2 separate regions of the Hordeum vulgare genome follow, and region 2 is linked to region 1. A link is a contact called in public Hi-C data. All regions are on one chromosome and are shown on one strand. The core of a region is the stretch at or near the end of the contact, and the rest is flanking DNA. Distances in the headings are between cores, read along the strand shown. Region 1 holds the start of LOC123450698 (chlorophyll a-b binding protein of LHCII type 1-like). Region 2 holds the start of LOC123402348.

Region 1 (6,087 bases), core at 10-2,509:
AAAATCCAGAGAAAAAGAAAAGGAGAAAAATGGCAGGCAAATTCAGTTCTCACTTTCAAGTATCTGCTCAACTAAGAAAAAAACTAGACCGCACAGCAAGCAAAGATCTTGTGTCAGTTGATATTTTTTTCACCTAAGAAACTGAAAGCCGATCGATTGCAAGATCAACTAGCTGTTAAATAACACAGGTGATTGCATGCATGCTCTGGTGCATCATAAGAGATGATCATCTCATCACTCATCAAGTCTAACAATAGTCTTTTGCATTCAACCCTCGTACTTTACATCATGGTTGTACAAACGAAACCAGCTGCACACTTCATCGCGTACGTACGTGCACTGTCGGTTTCTAGACACTAGTGGTGACAACACACGTAGCTTACTTGCCGGGCACAAAGTTGGTGGCGAAGGCCCACGCGTTGTTGTTGACGGGGTCGGCAAGGTGGTCGGCGAGGTTCTCCAATGGGCCCTTGCCAGTGACAATGGCCTGCACGAAAAAGCCGAACATGGAGAACATGGCAAGGCGTCCGTTCTTGATCTCCTTCACCTTGAGCTCGGCGAACGCCTCGGGGTCGTCGGCGAGGCCGAGGGGGTCGAAGCTACCACCGGGGTAGAGGGGGTCGACGATCTCGCCGAGCGGGCCGCCGGCGACACGGTAGCCCTCGACGGCGCCCATGAGCACGACCTGGCAAGCCCAGATGGCGAGGATGCTCTGTGCGTGGACGAGGCTGGGGTTGCCGAGGTAGTCGAGGCCGCCCTCGCTGAAGATCTGGGAGCCGGCCTTGAACCAGACGGCCTCGCCGAACTTGACGCCGTTGCGGGCGAGCAGCTCGGGGAAGACGCAGCCGAGCGCGCCGAGCATGGCCCACCGGCAGTGGATCACCTCCAGCTCCCGGTTCTTGGCAAAGGTCTCGGGGTCGGCAGAGAGCCCCGCAGTGTCCCATCCGTAGTCACCGGGAAACTCACCGGTCAAGTAGCTCGGGGGGTCGCCGGAGAGCGGGCCGAGGTAGAGCACGCGGTCGGAGCCGTACCACGGGCTGCTGGACGACACCGGCTTGGCCTTGGCGGCGGTCTTGCGCATGGTGACGCGCGCCTCCCCGAAAAGCGCCGACGACGGCAGGTCCTTGACCGCCTTCCCGGCGAAGGACGAGGAGGAGAGCGCCATCGCGGTGGTCGCCATTGCTTCAAGGAGACTCGTGCGTGTCCGGTGTGCGTGCTCGCTAACAGTGGGGCTGTGGTGGTGTATGGCGGGATGGTTTCAGAGGAGCAGCGGAGGCGGCTATTTAACCCGGCGGGAGGAAGGGGAAGGGGATGAGACAGCGGGGGCCAAAAAATCTGAAGCTCGCACGCCATTGGCGGGGTGGATACCGCGGGCGAGGTGGCGCAACGGGAGCCTCAAGGTGGAGGGGACAGGTGTGGCTATGGCTCATGATCGCCGTTGGGGTTGGGCGATTGGGTGCCGTGGATTTTCTAGTGGCCGTGGGTTTTTCGTCGGATTTCTTCAGATCAGGGGCGTGTCAGTCTACTCAGTACTCACTCCACTTGGCACTTGTGGTTGATAATTTCACAGGGGACGGGCGTAAACGTAGCGCTCGTTCACGTGGAACCGTCGGTTTTAGCCGTGAGAAGCTGTGAAAAACGTAGGTGTCGTGAAGGAGATGGCAGATGTAGTTTTCATAGTGACGCTTGTTCTTATCCCAAGCTGGTTAACTGCAACTTGACATTTTTTGCAAGCTTGCCTAAGATATTGAGCTGCTCAATGTATCCATCTGTCTACTCGTACACTCTTTCTTTTTTTAGGGAGTGAAGGGAGTTGGCATTTCTTGAGGCTCCCTGCCTTTGCCATCCGTCTGTAACAAGCAAGTGGTGTTAAATAGTTTGTATGTCACACGATAATAACAAGCAAGTGTTGGGACTAATCAAAGCATGGCCATCAGTTACAGCAGTTAATAACCAGTCACGACAGATAATTAAACGTACAGAGAGAAAGGGCTGCGTGTTCTCAGCCTACATTAGTAGTAGATGATTTCCATGCACCTCTGAAACCCCAAAACAAGGTTTATACATGATGCATGGGACTTGAATATGACACAATTTAGCACTTGGAAGTATGCAAAGGAAGTGGTATTCAGGAGTTTTTGTCAATGGTCAGGGGTACATACTTCCAAGGTTTTTTCGTTTCGAAAGCAAAACAATTTTGGAGCTCAACAAAATACATGAATTTTCGGGAATAATTTTGGATTTGCAAGTTAAAATTTCACTCAATTTAGATGAGTTTTGACCTAATTTGAATTTATTTTGAAATTATTTTGAATCTAACTTGGAATCTCGGTGTTCAAATTATTTTGGACCCCACCGAAATATGTAAAATTTCATTGAAATTTCGTTCAAAATTTTTACCCTCCGTACGTCAGGAAATAGAATGTGAGGCTGCTACACAGTAAGCTACAATATCAAGAAGTCTATCTTCAACATGAGCAGAATATTCAAGAATCCATAATGACTAGCCAAGTCTTCTGATCCACCTTGTATATCTTAAATGGAAAGTGTGCTTACTGTGTTTGATGAGGATTTCTTCCCTATTCTCAGCCTACATCTGAAAATAATTTCCATGCGTCTCTGCAACCAACTCTAAATAAGGTTTTTACATGATGCGTAAAATTTGTATATGAAAAAAAAGTATTCGAACTACATTTTTTTTGGCGAAACGGGCTAACTATGTTTGGCGGAGCTGAAAGCACTACTGGTTGTTCTTGGCTTGGTCCTGTTTTTGTTACATCATTCTAGTTTAATCTCCTAGTTTAATGATGGAGCACAGATCTAATGGGTGGCATTCCGTCAGGTGGTTTTATATTCCATGATTTAAAAATCTTGTGTTACATAAGTGTGAAATTACTTTGTACGATCTGGTGACACATCATCTTGAAGGTCTACGAACTACCACTCGATTGTTCATGTTGAAGATAAACTTCTTGAAAAGTCAGGTGTTTACTACTAGGGCTAACAATGAGATCGTTGCCTATTATGCTGATACGTTTGGCTGTAAGGTGAACAACTGCCGATGAAATATCTTTAGGTCCCTCTAAGTTTCTTTGTTGAAATGTGTGATTAGGAGTTCCTTGAACAAATGATACGTCAAATATTAGAAGCCTAGAAAGGGGAAAATCTTTCTATGGGAGGTGAGATTATCTTGATTAATGCTAGTTTATCCAGTATGCTCTTGCATCATATGTCCATATTTCTTATGAATGATATTTTAATTGAGAAAATTGAAAAGGATATTCATTTTGTTAAATGGAGTGGGGTTTGAATATCTAAAGCTAAGGGTGATTTGGGAATTAAAGATCGGGGTAAACTAAACATTAGTCTCCTCTGTAAGTGGTGGTGAAAATTAGATGACAGTGATAGCCTTTGGCAAGATTTTGTTAAAGCTAAGTACTTCAGAGATCACACTGTGCCTACTATTAAATCTTGGTTTCATGGTTTTCTTGTTTGGAGAAGAAAATTGAAAATGAATGAGGTATTATTTTTTTCCTAGTAGAAAAGTTATTTCGCATAAAAGGGGATGTTATGAGAATTTGGAAGGACACCCTACAAGGACAGCGTGCCTTTGGTTGAGAAATATTATGTGCCTTCTAGTGTCTGTCAAATTCAGGAATTTATTGTTTCCTGGTGTTTTTCATCTCCAAATTGATATCCCGTCCAGGCACCGTCTGCATTATTAGTTGACTGGTCAATGGAGATTAATTATCCACGCCAAGATGTAGGTTATGAGCTTTATGTGGATAATCTCCATTGACCATTCACGTGGATAATCTCCATTGACTAGTCAACTAAGAATTAGTGAAGAACAACATGAGGTACTAATCTTGACGTGGTGTCTTGGCACTTACTAGTAACATGTTGTTGTCCACTAAATCTGTCTATTCCAATATTGGAAAAGATATTTCTGGGGCACAGAATTTTGATCCCTCCGTTAACCAAAATTATAGAAATTATTACAAAAAGTAAAAGGAATTTAATCACGGATCCATTGATTCTTTGTTACGACTAAATTTATTACATACCGCTTTTTTTTACTTCTTCCGTTTCAGTTTATAAGTCCGGTACGTGTATCTAGGTCATCAATTTAATCAACTTAATGAAAGGCATATATTATAAAAAATATATCATTAGAAACTTTAGATGTTTTATTTTTTAATGATATAATTTTTATGTTAAATAATATATTTTATATAAGTCAAATTGACGACTTAAGTACACGTGCATGCCTTGTAAACTGTGACGGAGGAAGTATTTGGATATGGGGTAAGGAGAGAGGATTTAGTCCTTATTTCACAAGCGGGTATAGCGGATCATATATTAATGTATACAATATACAGAGATATATCGGAAAGGGGTTTGCTTTTATCTGAATCTTTATGTGGCACCTCTTTCAAGATTTAATTCTAACTATGTTTAACATGATCAATCGTTGTTAGACCCCCGTAAGTTGAAATAACAGGATCTTAGATATCTTAACTAGTCCCTCCGTTTTTAAATGTAAGTTTTTTTAGAGGTTTCACTAGAAGACTACATACAGTTGTATATAAACATATTGTACAGTGTACATTCACTCATTTTGCTCCGTATGTAGTCCTGTAGTGAAATATCTAAAAAAGACTTATATTTAAGAACTGAGTGAGTACAACACATTGGGAGCGGAATATTAGTGACTAATTTTGATTGGCATGGACTTCTAGAGGATTGCCCATGATGGTTGCTCCTTGGGGTCTCACGGTAGATGGCAACACGTATACCTGGCCATAAGTCGGGCCAGGACTAAAAAAGCCTACAGCAGAAAACCTAGGCCTGGCCCGGTCTTCGGGCCTAGATTTCAGGCCCAAACCCGATCGATAAGTGAAAAGGTACGTCAGGCCTCGGGCCGAGCCTCTTCCTAAAAACACACACATGCAAAGCCCAAGCCCGGTCCAGCCCGACATTCGGGCTCAAAACTTAGGCTCATGTCCGATCTGTGGGCAAGAGCAGGCCCAAAATATTCGGGTTGGACCGACCGGGTCGGGTTTCCCATGGCCAGGTATAGCAGTAAGAAACTATTGGAACAACCTAGTGGTGGCCGACTGTGGAGATGGTTTTCTGAGTCTCCATGAATGCCCCTTTAGGATAGGTTGTTAGGAGTTGGGGTCCTCGTACGTGCATATTGTTGGGGAACGTCGCATGGGAAACAAAAATTTTCCTACGCGCACGAAGACCTATCATGGTGATGTCCATCTACGAGAGGGGATGTGTGATCTACGTACCCTTGTAGACCGTACAGCAGAAGCGTTAGTGAACGCGGTTGATGTAGTGGAACGTCCTCACGTCCCTCGATCCGCCCCGCGAACCGTCCCGCGATCAGTCCCACGATCTAGTGCCGAACGGACGGCACCTCCACGTTCAGCACACGTACAGCTCGACGATGACCTCGGCCTTCTTGATCCAGCAAGAGAGACGGAGAGGTAGAAGAGTTCTCCGGCAGCGTGACGGCGCTCCGGAGGTTGGTGATGATCTTGTCTCAGCAGGGCTCCGCCCGAGCTCCGGAGAAACGCGATCTAGAGGTAAAACCGTGGAGATATGTGGTCGGGCTGCCGTGGCAAAGTTATCTCAAATCAGCGCTAAAACCCCACTATATATAGGAGAGGGAGGGGGGAGCCTTGCCTTGGGGTCCAAGAACCCCCAAGGGGTCGGCCGAGCCAAGGGGGGAAGGATTCCCCTCCCAAACCGAGTCCTACTTGGTTTGGAAGGTGGAGTCCTTCTTCCCTTTCCCACCTCCTCCCTTTTTTTTCCTTTCCTCTTTGATTTTCTTCCCAATGCGCATAGGCCTCTCTTGGGCTGTCCCACCAGCCCACTAAGGGTTGGTGCGGCACCCCAAACACCTATGGGCTTCCCCGGGGTGGGTGCCCCCCCCCCCCCGGTGAACTCCCGGAACCCATTCGTCATTCCCGGTACATTCCCGATAACTCCGAAAACCTTCCGGTAATCAAATGAGGTCATCCTATATATCAATCTTCGTTTCTGGACCATTCCGGAAACCCTCGTGACGTCCGT
Region 2 (5,745 bases), core at 964-3,463, 140 kb before region 1:
AAATCTCTGAAGAATTATTATTACTTAACAAAGTATTTTACAAAAATATTTACTTTTCAATGCTTATATTCTTAAGGCAGCCCTAATGAAAAGTGCCACAAGAGTAGCACGAAGCACTCCGGCCTGACCTTTTTAAACTAAAGTTGTCATCCAAAAGGAACGCAAAAAATTAAACTAAAATTTGCCATAAATTACCATTTGGAGCTGCGATGTGTTCGTGCCACACGTGTGGCACTTATCAAGGTCATAAAACAATGTGTGCCAGAAAGTATATTCTTTCTTCGTTCCTAAATATAAATATTTTAAGAAATTTCACTATTGAACTACGTACGGATGTACATAGACATATTTCAGTGTAGATTCAGTCATTTTGTTTTATATGTAGTCTTCTATTGGAATGTTTAAGAAGACTTATATTTAGGAGCGAAGGGAGTACATGGCTTTGCCTAGATGTTTCTTTAATTACTCAAAGGTGATAATGCATATTGCTTTTCCTACAAGAGAATATCACACAGAGAATAAAATTGTCTCTACAATTAAAGGAATACTAATAAAAATACATTTACATAGTACAAAGGCATTTGGTCTTTACGTTCCATGAGACACTTAGTAAGACAATTAATATTTTCCATACGTTCCATGGGACACTTAGTAAGACATTTCATATTTTGGTGTACACGTTGAGTAACATCAGCCGTTTGAAGTAGTGTTGGTTCGAATAACTGAGTACATTTGATTATTTTAGCGACTATATTTTTGCTTCATTTTTTGCTAAATTCCTCTTATTTAAGTGAGTCAAATATTTTCACTTCAACTACGGTTTCAACAGAATTAACATCAAATTGATAGTACTAAATTATCATGACTATTGTAGTATACTTAAATACTTTACATGAAGAACCATGACTAAAAAACATTTGATTGTCCAAGTGTCACATTAAGGACCATGCATGTCAATATCCAAATCATGTAAAAGTTATTCCTCTCTTCTTGGCATAAGTCTTTTGAGGTGTATGAGGATTAGAATGGAAAGCTTGGGGTTGATTTTGAGGCTGACAGAGAGCGTGTTGAATGATCATTAGATGCAAAATTAGGGGTTTAGAGTGGGCTAGTTGGATCCATATAGCGATGTATTTGTCATCACAAGTTATGGATATCCTGTGAGGAATGACTACCAATGAGTGCTTAGTGATTTGTGAAAACAAGACAGCAAGCAGGGGCACTTCCGGTGTGGACAAACCAAACAATGTCTTCGCACACAATTCTCATAATTTACATGTTGGTGTTACAATTCATCTCACACTCACATACAACTCGCATTCATCACTCCTGTCTTACTTTCCAGGCACGAAGTTGGTGGCGAATGCCCACGCATTGTTGTTGACAGGGTCGGCAATGTGGTCTGCAAGGTTCTCCAATGGGCCCTTGCCAGTGACAATTGCCTGCACGAAGAAGCCAAACATGGAGAACATGGCAAGCCGACCATTCTTAATCTCCTTAACCTTGAGCTCCGCAAATGCCTCGGGGTCGTCGGCCAGGCCAAGCGGGTCAAAGCTGCCACCAGGGTAGAGTGGGTCAACGATCTCGCCGAGCGGACCACCAGCAATGCGGTACCCCTCAACGGCACCCATGAGCACAACCTGACAAGCCCAGATGGCGAGGATGCTTTGAGCATGAACGAGACTGGGGTTGCCAAGGTAGTCGAGGCCACCCTCGCTGAAGATCTGAGAGCCAGCCTTGAACCAGACGGCCTCGCCGAACTTCACGCCATTGCGGGCAAGCAACTCGGGAAAGACACAACCAAGAGCACCGAGCATGGCCCATCGGCAGTGAATCACCTCGAGCTCCCGGTTCTTGGCGAAGGTCTCAGGGTCAGCCGAGAGCCCGGCGGTGTCCCATCCGTAGTCACCGGGGAACTCACCAGTCAAGTAGCTTGGTGGCTCGCCGGAAAGGGGGCCGAGGTAGAGCACACGGTCAGAGCCGTACCATGGGCTGCCCGACGAAACCTGCTTGGCCTTCGCGGCTGTCTTGCGCATGGTCACACGTGCCTCGCCAATGAGAGCCGGCGAGGGCAAGTTCTTCAGGGCCTTGCCGGCGAAGGACGAAGAGGAAAGAGACATGGTGGTGGCCGCCATTGCGCTGCAGAGACTAATAGTGTGCTGTGTGTTCTCCAAGAATGAGGCTTGAGTGTGTGGAGATGGTTTGTGAGGACATTGTAGCGAGCTATTTAAAGAGCTTGAGCCTTGAGGGAACATAGAGGAATTAATTGGTTGGTGTATGCTGACAAGAGAGGCAGAGGTGAAAAGAAATCTGTAGATTGGATGCCATTGGTGCAGCCAGAGGCCTTAAATGGATGAGATAGACTTGTGGCTATGGTTAGAGCTAAGGCTCATGGATGGACCAGCTTTAGTAAGACCGGTCGAAAGAGACTGCTGATTTAAAAAGTGAAGGCCACTGGCACGGGATAGTTTACCAGTTCATTTGGCCACATCGTCTTGCATATTTTCCCAACGTACATCACCCTGGGCGCTTGCCGAACAAATTTGGTATCTGGCGACTGCACGCTGAGTTTAATCGTTCCAGAAAATTTTCATATGGTTGGCACACATGTTTTTCGACAAAGGATGAATATTGTTAGCTCAAAAGGGGGCATCAAGAGGATCCATACACAATGAGGACACACCAAGCCCTCCTCATAAATACACACAACCAATACCAACACACGCACTAGCAATGCCAACAACTAGCAAAGTATATAATATGAAAGCTATATGACATGACTACAAGAGTAAATATGTTTTTCTTTGCCTCTTGTGATTTGTCTATCCCTAAAAATTACTAGGGGTCGGCCGGAAACCAAGGCAAACCAGTGAAACATGTGTGGACAGACCGGTGGGAAGACCAAGTTGATTTCGTGACCACCAATCAATTAGCTCTATACTCCTCTGCTTGTACAAAAATAAGACGCGAAGCATGCACACATGCATGCAGGTTATATATAAGCATTGGTCAGTGTCTAGCACAATCGCTCATCAAACATCACAAAAGGAAGGCACACAATGATCTTTTCACTACATGCTTGAGTTCACTTTGAAAGGACTTTCGTGGGTTGCTTAAAAAATATCTGTTATGTGTGTGCGTTGATGTTGGTTATGTGCATCCTAGTTATGTAGAGACCGGGCATGTGCTCATGATGCTTGTATTCTCATGATCCTACTTTATGAGTCAAATGAAAATGCCCTTTATCGAAGAATATTTGACCATGAATTTAACCAAAACACGTGGTTTATCTGTCACAAGAATTGTACGATTAATTTATATTCGGTTTTTTCCATTGCGCAGGTGACGGGGCCTTGCTGAAAAGAGATGAGGATGGCAAGTTCTTGCAGTGAAAACTGGGGAAGAGAGTGACATGCATGGTTGCTGCGGCCATCATGATGGTAAGACCGGAGGTCCGGTGTGTTCTCCAAGAATGAGGAGTGAGTGTGAAGTTGGCTTGAGGATGATAGGAAGTGGTGAGACAGAAGAATTTGACTGGCGTAAACTAACAAGTGAGAGCTTCAGAGCAAGAAATTTGTGTCTTGGATGCCACTGGTGCAGCGAGAATCCGATAGCCACAAAAAGATGAGATATACTTTTGTGGCTATGGCTGGCAGCCGGCAATCCCCTTGGCCTTGGAGTACCATGATTGAATTACACGCTGGTGTATGTGAGCGTGTCATGTCTTTTCCTGCAAAAGGAATAAATCGGAAATTCATTATTGCAGTTGCAGCCAAGGAATCTCGGAAACGCTAGTGGCCACAAAATCTATATCATGGATGTACATTGGTTTAACGAGAATGCCAGAGCCAGAAAGAGATGAGATATACTTGTGGCTATGGCTAGCAGCTGGCAATCTCATTGGATTACACTCTGATGTTCTCCCCCAAAAGGAAAAGATAGGAGATCCACTATTGCAGTTTCAGCCAGGGAATTTGCCACCTCAAGTTGAGCAAACACTTAGTGGACGCTATTTCACTGGACTGACTGTACATTTACTGCCATCATTCTGATTATACCATGGATGCTTCTGATTCTGACGACAGGGATGCATCTCATCATGTCGAATGCTACTTTTGTTCCAAAATAATTAGCGTACTTACTAGTGCGTGCAACCAAAATTCCCTAGATTTGACTATCGACACATCATCAGTTCTTTGAAATAAAATAGTATTATTAGTTTTTTTAATGAATTCGTTGCTGTTATATATTCATGTATATATTACAAGAAGATCAATGGCTAAATCTGTCAGTTTTCTTTTGCTGCCACTTAGACCCGCAACGGTGTTTCATGATGATGTTTTCTTGTCTGGTGACATTTGGCCACAGGCTTGAGCACCATAAAATGATCCGGCTGTTCAGACTTACGAGTTCAGATTGATGTTGGAGTTGGAACTCAGAATATTTGCAATGGCAGTCCCTTGGTGAAGATATCTGCGTATTGAGAGCTGGATGGCACATCCAGAACACGTACTTCACCGAGAGAGACACGATCACGAACAAAATGCAGGTCTATCTCAATGTGCTTGGTCTGCTGATGCTGCACGGGGTTGCTCGCAAGATATGAGGCACTGATGTTGTCGCAATAGCACGGGTCGGCGGAACCTGGAGCTCGAACAGAAGCTGGCGTAACCAGCAGGACTCGGTGACACAATTTGCCACACCCCGATACTCTGCTTCAACACTGGAACGTGAGATGGTGGGTTGGCGCTTGGAGGACCAGGAGACGAGGTATGTGCCGATGAAGACAAAGAAACCAGAGGTGGACTTGCGGGTATCCGGACAACCGGCCCAGTCCTCATCGGTATAGGCGATGAGATCCCTGGTGGAGGATTTGTAAATCTGGAGGTCATAGTGAGATGTGCCCTCCAAATACGTGAGAATGCACTTCACAAGTGTCAAATGAATGTCGCGAGGGGCCTGCATGAAGAGACACACTTTCTGAACCGCATAGGTAATGTCGGGGCGAGTGAGAGTGAGGTATTGGAGGGCTCTAGTGAGGCTGCGGTAGTAGGTGGGATTAGAGAGGAGCCGGCCGTCGATGGAGGACAATATGGAGCTGGTGTCGACCGGTGTAGGAACAGGTTTGCAATTGAGCATGTGGAATTGTGAGTGACATTGATGCCCAAGAAGTGGTGAAGGGGGCCGATGTGGGACAGCAAGGTAGGTGAGCTTGCGTTAAGGATGATATCATCAAGTTAAATGAGTAACTATGCAATGGAATTACCATGACGGAGGATGAAGAGAGATGTGTCACTCTTGGCGGCCCGAAACCCAAGGGAAAGGAGGAAAGTCTGAAAGCGAAGGAACCAAGTGTGAGGTGCTTGCTTCAAACCGTAGAGGGACCTGTGTAGGAGACACCCATGATCCGGCTTGGAAGGATCCACAAAACCGGCAGGTTGAGAGGAATACACCGTCCCTGTGAGTTCACCATGTAGGAATGCATTCTTTACATCGAGTTGGTGGATAGGCCATGAGTTGGAGGTGGCAAGGCTTAACACAACCCGAATGGTAGCAGGCTTGACGACGGGGCTGAAGGTCTCATCATAGTCGACTCCCTCTTGCTGCTTGAAGCCACGCCCGACCCACCGTGCTTTGTAGCGGGCCAAGGAACCGTCTGTGTTGAACTTGTGAAGAAAGATCCACTTGCCCGTGACAATGTTAGCACCTGCAGGCTTAGGCACCAAAGACCAAGTAAAGTTTCTC

What was found. A called contact is a pair of places that touch in the nucleus more often than the background predicts.
Region 2: a contact with region 1 is called in a Hi-C map of seedling, with 2.3 times the contacts expected there. The contact joins the promoter of LOC123402348 here to the promoter of LOC123450698 in region 1. A contact is called at or near these places in 2 of 6 Hi-C or Micro-C datasets (leaf and seedling).

Annotation. Positions count from the first base shown.
Region 1 is chr1H:502,777,183-502,783,269 of MorexV3_pseudomolecules_assembly, reverse strand. LOC123450698 (chlorophyll a-b binding protein of LHCII type 1-like) reads right to left here and starts at 1,259. Exons shown (of 1, transcript XM_045127826.1): 1 at 242-1,259. The coding sequence starts at 1,180. The coding sequence ends at 380.
Region 2 is chr1H:502,915,070-502,920,814 of MorexV3_pseudomolecules_assembly, reverse strand. It overlaps LOC123402348, which reads right to left and starts at 2,213. Exons shown (of 2, transcript XM_045096261.1): 1 at 1,336-2,213. The coding sequence starts at 2,135.